2 separate regions of the Rattus norvegicus genome follow, and region 2 is linked to region 1. A link is a contact called in public Hi-C data. All regions are on one chromosome and are shown on one strand. The core of a region is the stretch at or near the end of the contact, and the rest is flanking DNA. Distances in the headings are between cores, read along the strand shown.

Evidence for each region. Hi-C and Micro-C count contacts between places; a contact is called where the count stands out from the background.
Region 2: a contact with region 1 is called in a Hi-C map of psoas muscle, with 2.9 times the contacts expected there. The contact joins the enhancer-like site here to the promoter of LOC120099778 in region 1. A contact is called at or near these places in 7 of 12 Hi-C or Micro-C datasets (the Rat2 cell line, Schwann cells, frontal cortex and 4 more).

What each region holds. Positions count from the first base shown.
Region 1 is chr1:91,710,819-91,714,653 of GRCr8, forward strand. It overlaps LOC120099778 (small nuclear ribonucleoprotein G-like), which reads right to left and starts at 1,888. Exons shown (of 1, transcript XM_039100838.2): 1 at 1,368-1,888. The coding sequence starts at 1,888. The coding sequence ends at 1,658. All of the region lies in intron 2 of LOC120099779 (a long non-coding RNA gene), which reads left to right.
Region 2 is chr1:91,749,890-91,753,724 of GRCr8, forward strand. Ltbp4 (latent transforming growth factor beta binding protein 4) reads right to left here. Exons shown (of 33, transcript NM_001170336.1): 5 at 2,354-2,545; 6 at 1,804-2,051; 7 at 1,620-1,722; 8 at 1,191-1,265; 9 at 957-1,079; 10 at 262-426. Among named protein-coding and RNA genes, the nearest start is that of Ltbp4, 8.0 kb to the right of the region's middle. Within about 2 kb of position 1,727, at least 5 of the 93 cell types and tissues checked have an H3K27ac peak or open chromatin away from gene starts, as enhancers often do.

The DNA of each region.
Region 1 (3,835 bases), core at 638-3,137:
AAGGTAAGATCTCATAGTCTTCATGTTTCCCGTGTGTTTCTCCTTGGCACGATGAATATCTGACAGAATAACTAAGGGGGAGGGGACTTGAAGGAGCGCGAGCCAGCCTGGGGGAGAAGGCATGGTGGCCGATCTCAAGGAGAGACTTGAATGCTGGTTCTGAGAGGCTCACCTCCATTTTATTCCATCTGGGACCCCTCTGTATGGAATGTGGTACCATTCATATTTAGGGTCATTTTGACTGAATTAACCTTATTACAGTAAGCCCAAAGGCTTGATTCTAAATCCCATGAAGGGCCAGTGAGATGGCTCAGGTAAAAGGTGCTTTCAGCCAAACTGGATGATGTGAGTTCAACCCCTGGGGACCATGACCTAAGCAGTGGTGGGAAGGGGAGAAACAACTCCTTAAGTTGTCCTCTGATCAACAACACACACACACACAGACACACACACACACAGAGACACACACACACATACACATACACACACATGCACACATAGACACACACACACATACACACAGAGACACACACAAAGACACATACACACAGAGACACATACACATACACAGAGAGAGAGACACACACACACATACACATACACACACAAACACATACACACATAGACACACACACACAGACAGACACACACACATACACATACACACATGGGCACACACATACACAGAGACACACACAAAGACACACACAGACACACACACACATACACATACAGAGACACACACATACACACATACACACAGAGACACATACATACACACACATATACATATACACATACACACATAGACACACACATACACAGAGACACACACAGACACATACACACACACACACACACACACACACACCACTTTGAAAGTTTTAATCCCACTAAACTGACAAGACTAAACATTACATGAATCAGGGCTTTATTTATTCTCCTAAGGTAGGGTCTCTCTGTGTAGCTCTGGCTGAACCTAGTAATCACTGTATAGCCCAGTGTGGCCTCTAACTTTTGGCAGGTGCTCTGCCTCGGTGACTCGATGACAGAATTGCAGATGTGTGCCATCACACTCAGTTTGAACAACACTTTTCTTGAATCTGGCAGCTTAGGCTACTTGGTCACCTGGGCACCCTCAAACCCTAGCTTTCTGTAGCATGGCCAGGCTGGGTGGGGCTGCCTATTGGTCAATTATTATCTGCTCACTTTGCCCCTGTTGTGTCCCAGAGGTGGGTTTCCTGGGACAAAGTGTAGTCCCTTAGTGTCGCATGCTGTACTCCTTTCTTCCTTTCCTTCTTTTTTTTCTTTTTTTCTTTTTTTTTGAGTATCACAAAAGTTTAGCAAAAAGTTTCATATGCAAATGTACATGGGCTGGAGAGATGGCTCAGCAGTTAAGAGCACTGACTGCTCTCCCAGAGGTCCTGAGTTCAAATCCCAGCAACCACATGGTGGCTCACAACCATCTGTAATGAGATCTGATGCCCTCTTCTGGTGTGCCTGAAGACAGCAACAGTGTACTCATATACATAAAATAAATGAATAAATCTTTAAAAAATAGATTAAAAAAAAGAAAAAGAAAATGTACACAACCTAATTCTACATCACAATCCAGCACGCCTTTGGGGAGGGATGTGGACACACTGTGGAACACTGATTAGGCTCTTTCCAAGGCTTCTAACATGACGATGCTGTTTCCTCGGATGACCACCACCCCACTGTTGTTCTGTTGCCCACTGTTTCCCATCTCCACACACTCATCAACCACAAGGTTCATAAAGGGATCAAAGCCCCGCAGTACTCCTCGTACACGCCTGCCGCCGTCTAACTTCAATGACAACTTCCCGTCCATAACCTTTCTCCGTTCGGGAGGGTGGCCTTCGCTCATGGCGGCTCCTCAGTGAGCTCAGCACAACGGCAAAGGAGTTGCATGCTGTATTCTTTCCAGGGTTCATTTCTATCCGAAGTTTCAGGCATTGGCTGTGTGGCGGGGATCTTAAAGTTTATCCCTAGCAGCCAGCCAGTTACAGCCACCCAGGTTTGTAATTCCAGCACAGAGGAGGCTAAACGGGAGAATTTCTGTGTGTTTGGGGCCAGCTTGAGTTACTATGTATTGAGTTACAAGTCGGCCTGTACTACAGAGTGAGATCTAGTCGTAAATAGAGGTCTAGAGGGGCTGGAGGGGCAGCTCAGGGGTTAAGAGCATTTGTTGCTCTTGAAGAGGACCATGGTTTGATTCTTAGCACCCACTCAGGGGCTGACAACCACCTGTCTGTCCGTGTGTGTGTCTGTACACCACAAAATGGCACTGGATCCCATAAGACTCCATACAGTTATAAACAATTGTGAGCAAATCTACATTACAGTTCTCTAGAGTCACAGAACCTATAGAACAACTCTCTCCATATATATACATATATATGTATGCATGCATACATATACATATATGGAATTTGTTGAAATGGCTTACAGGCTGCAGTCCAACTAGTTCAACAATGGCTAGCTGTGAACAGAACGCCCAAGAGTCTAGTCATTGCTCAGTCTCACAAGGTTGGGTGTTTCAGCTGGGCTTCTGTATATGCTGGAACCCCGAAATGGTAGGCTATGTGGGCGCTGGGAATTGACATCTGGAAGACCCACAGACCTATGCACATAACTGAAAATTAAAGGCTGTATCTGTGTGTCTATCCTGACAGGGAAGAGCCAGCTTGTGCTGGCTTTACTTGCTGACACATGCAGCTCGCTTTGACGTGAGCCAGTGTGAATGGGTTTCTGCTTCTCACAGCTGAGTACATCCAGAAAAGAAAAAAGACATTCTCTCTAGCCTCTGAGTCACGAATCCAATGTGGAAATAACAAACAGCAGTGTAATCTCACTTTAACTGTATGAGGTCACCTTAGCTCGGGGTCAGGCAGAGTCTGCCGAGTTTTTGATCGTTCTCTGCCAATGCATCCGCACCCTTTGGCCCAGGAATCCCACCTCTGGGACACACCAGGATGTGCATGGGGGCGTTATTTATAATGGGAGGAAATTGGGGACGGCCTCAATGTCTGGCAACGCTGCCCTGTTGAGTAAACAGAGAGCAAACGTTGGAGATTGTGTTTATACAGAGACGTTTTAAGCGGGGAAAAGCTTACATTTTAAGAAGGGGGAAAATGTAGGGCTGTATAAACAATTTGATCATGTAGTTATGTAAAAACACACATATACGAGCATAAGAGGGTCACATAGAAAAGAATGAACTGAAGGATACTAAAATATTCAAAATACTAAGGAAGCAGTGGTGTAGGCTGGGGAGCCATCAGGCCTTTCATCTTTCTTTCCTTCTGTCTTTTCTTACCCCCTCGCCCCCTTCTTTCTGAGACAGCACTTTTTTGTAACCCAGGCTAGACCCAAAATTAATATGTAGCCTAGGCTAGATTTGAACTCATGGCCCTCCTGTTTCAGCCTCCCAAGTGTAGAAACCTCAAGCATACACTGGCATGACCCACAGTTTTCTGTAATTTTCCAAACAACGAATACCCTGTACTTTATTTTACTCTCCGAGTGTCGAGGATTAAACCCAAGGTTTGTGAACGCTAGGCAAGCACACCACCGCCAAGTTACAAACCCTTCCTTTTCTCTGGTTTTCTTTTTCCTTCTCTGTGGGTTTTATGGGGATGTGCATGTATATGTAGGTGTACTCATGTCCGGGGACATGCATGTACACATGTATGTGTAGACAGGACAGTGCTGGGTGTCATTCCTCAGGAGCCATCCATCTTGCTTGTTTTTCTTTTTTTTTACATTGTGTGTGTGTGTGTGTGTGTGTGTGTGTGTGTGAATGCATGTGTAT
Region 2 (3,835 bases), core at 477-2,976, 39 kb after region 1:
GAATTAGATGTTTCAGAAGCCAATGGTGGAGCTGGGAGAGTTTTCCTTTAGGGATGGTGGCAGAGTTCTCTGGTCAGCATAGCTTTGAGGTCTCAGGGATGGGCGTGGCTAAAGAGAAGCCCAGCATTGATGAAGTGTTGGGAGTGTGGCCAAGGCACTGCCCGGTTTGAAGCCGCTGAACTTTAGAGGTGGAGAGCATGGCCTATGACTCTGGTCTGTGTATATCTGTTAAGAAGGGATGGGTTGGAAAGATTTGCTCACCTGAACCATAAGGTGGACAGAGCTGGCAGCCTCGGCCCCACGCCTTGCCCACGCGGCTACAGCAGCAGATCTGTTTGGTGATATTTCGAAGAATGGGCAGCGAGCATCCGCCATCTTGGAGCACTCTGTAGCAGGGCCCCTTTGCCTCCGAGATCACGTGTTGGGCTGGGGGAGTGGGAGGAAATTCTTCAGGGTGTGGTGGGAAGTACAGCGGTTCTGTGTGTGTGTGTGTGTGTGTGTGTGTGTGTGTGTGTGTGTGTGTGTGTGTGTGTGTGTGTGATTGAATGGCCCCTGGGAGAGGATTTAGTAAGTGGGAGGGGCATTTAGGGAGGTCTGAGAGAGACCCGAGAGCGCCCAGGATTCAGTAAGGCATAAATGAGAGTCTGAATATAAAAATCTGAACGCTATCTAGAGGTCAAGAGGTCGAGAGAATTTGGAGGTCTTAAAGGAACTCAAGATCCTGGGAGTCCTCATGAGGGGCTTGGCTGTAAGGTTAGAAGGCTGGAAGTGGAGCATCTGAAATCAGCACAGAGAACCTAAGGTCCAGAATAAACCCAAGGGGGATCTGAAAGTCTAGAAGGGTTTGGAGTATCTGAGGGAATTAAGAATTAAGAAATATTCTGGGATGTTTTTCTAAGGTCATGAGCAATTTAGGAGCCAGCTTCAGAGCCCCTCCCCCTTTCCTGGTGGCTCACAGATGCAGCTGCTGCGGGAAGAGTCTAGGAGGAAACCATCCGGACATACACACGTGTACCCGCCACGAGTGTTGGCACACTCTCCGTGTTGGCAACGCCCACCTGTGGCGCACTCATCCACATCTGCAAGAGTTGAGGAAGTTTTTGGCCAGTCTGGGACTACTACTAAGTCCCTGGCAGCCCAGCCTTGAAAGACAAGGCCTCCCATTCCCCGCCGTCCCCTGCTGTGCCTACCTACACAGGACCCATTAACTCTTTCGAATCCGGTTGGACAAAGCCCATTTGGACCACTCACTCGGTTGGAGTTCCCTGTGGAGAAAGGAGGGATCGGGCACGGACAGGTTGGCAGAGAGATAACCAGGCAGTTTTGATGAGAGATGAAATGGGAGGGACTAAAAGGAGTGAAGTGTGGTCTGAAGTAGAGTCAGCCCCTCCACTGGCAGCTCAGAAGTAAGGTCGTATGCACTGATGAGTCAAAGGCACAAAAGCCATTTGTAAAGTGATCAAATTTGGAAATAGGGTAAATGAACTCAACGGTATAGAAAAACCTAGATAGACATGACCACCCCCAAGGTAGGTAGATATAGCTAGAATTTGTGACTAGGGTTTATCTGGGCCCGAAGGAGAAGAGGCGAGGTTTGGGGACAACCCAAGGCTTCTTACCCAAGTGTTCCGCGCACGGGTGACAATCATGAACACCCCAGGCCAAGCCCTCCCCTCGGCAGCATACTTCCTGCGTCCGGAGTCCCGGCAGCGGCGATGCACACTGTAGAAGTGAAGCGTGAGCGCGCCCCCGCGTGGCGGTATGCTTTAGGGGGTTACCCCCCACCCGCGGGCCTCGTCTCACTTCGCTTCCGCGCAGTTCCCTGAAACAGTAACCAAAGCCGGAGGCGTCTGAGTAGCCGTCCTCGCGTGGCGCGCTCTGTGCCAGCACTGTGTAGGGCGCCGCCGCCTCGGCCCGTGCTGCCGCTTCAGCCCTGGCTAGGGCTTCAGAGTTCGCCTCCTCCCAGGGGCCAGACACACGTTCCACCTGGTGCACCACCACCGATGCCTCCTGAGGGTGCTCCACGTGCACACTCACCATCGATGCTACGCCTGAGCAGAGGCAAGACGGACAATGGACTATAACTACACGAGCTCTGACTTGCTAGGAGTAGATTGGAGAGGTGAGCCGAGTATGGGTGCTTGATATTGGGGGGTGGGGTGTCGTGGTAATGTAATACGGTCTGCAATTTTCAGTGATACACCTGCCTCTGCATCCCAAGTGGTGGGATTACAGGTGGAAGCCACCAAATCGGGCTTGGGAGGGTAGCAGAGAAGGCAACAAACTTGGTTAGAGAATGGTCAGGTTCCTGAGGAAAGCAGGATCACAGGCCTTTCGGCTAAATTCTCCTCACCGTGTTCATCATCGCGGTGATTGGCTAGTGGCATTGTGTAAACCGAACGGGTAAGGCCCGGCATGGCTGGGGCCGGGGGCCGGGCCCCCGAAGAATGCAATTGACAGAATTTGCCAGCGAAGTCCGGGGGGCAAAGGCAGCGGTCAGGCTTCACACACACACCACCGTTGTGACAGATCAAGGGACATAGAACTGAGAAGAAAGCAAGGACACAAAAAAATCAGTACTGTGCCTGGCAGACAGTTCGCTCAGCTAACTGACTCAGTCCCCAGCGCTGTAGCGACGGCCTCAAGATACATCATCCTACATCCCTCCATCGTAGGTGTCTTTTTCCTTTTGTTTGCTTTTGTTTTAAGATGGGGGCTAATGAAGCCCAGGCTAGCCTTGAAATTCACTATACAGCCGATGCTTTAACTCTTGACTCCTGCCTCCGATTCCTAATTTTGGGGATTATAGCAGTATGCCACCACAACAACCTTCCCCAAATCTGGCTGACTACCACTTGTGGGTCAGGTTGCGCAGCTATCACATAGTCCCGCCTACTACATGGGCTTACTCTGCCTCCTCCCTCCACCTTCATTCACTTTCCCATTTTCTGGCTGAGTTCGGGTGTTCCAGCCCCGCCCAGACAGTGCTATCCCCGCCCACTGGATTACCTTCGCTCAACAGCAAACCAACATTTCCCCTTTCTATCTCTGCAGGAATCCAAAATGTCCAGGCTTTTCCCATTGGCCAGGCACTCCTCTTTAGTCCCGCCCACATGGCCTTCTACCTGACTTTGTAAGCTCCGCCTAACCCAGGTACCTGATAGCCTAGCCGCTCCCGCCCACTCACTTTCCTCCCTCTGATTTGCCCTGACTCACGCTCCTCCCACTCCTGGGCGAGCTAGGCATCTTAGCCCCGCCCGCTTCACGCAGCCTTCCCTCCCCACCTCCGGTAGCACCGGGCGGGGCAACTAGCGGGGACGCGCCTGTACTCCCCTCTGCGCGCCCTCTCTGGGCCCCTGGCCACCTCTGGGCGGGGCACTGCCAGCTGTGCGACGGGGTAAACAAAGAAAGGGGTGCAGCGGGGGCAGGGCGTCGTCCCCGCATTCCGGACCCTTGGGGAGCCCCGGACTGCTGAGCCAAAGGAGGCCGGACGTGTCTTTCGAGGGCACCCCCCCTCCCTTCCTCCCCTGGGGCTGCCGAAAACAGCTGGAGACAGCTGCGCTCAGGAGAAGGAGGGAGCAGACAGCCTGGGCTGTCCGGGGAGGTGTGTGTGGGATTTTTCTGAGCCACAACTGTACAAAAGGAAACACAGAGGATCCACTTCAGTCTAGACGAATCTGGGGACAGGCGTCCTTGGAAGATTTGAGCATGGAGGCAGTGCTCTGAGGTTCAAAGACGACTTAAGTTTTCTAGGAGGCAGGGTGAGACTAGCTCAGAGCAAATCTAGGCTCTCAACCAAGAGTCTTTCAAGTCCTTTCGGAGAGTTGCCTAGAAA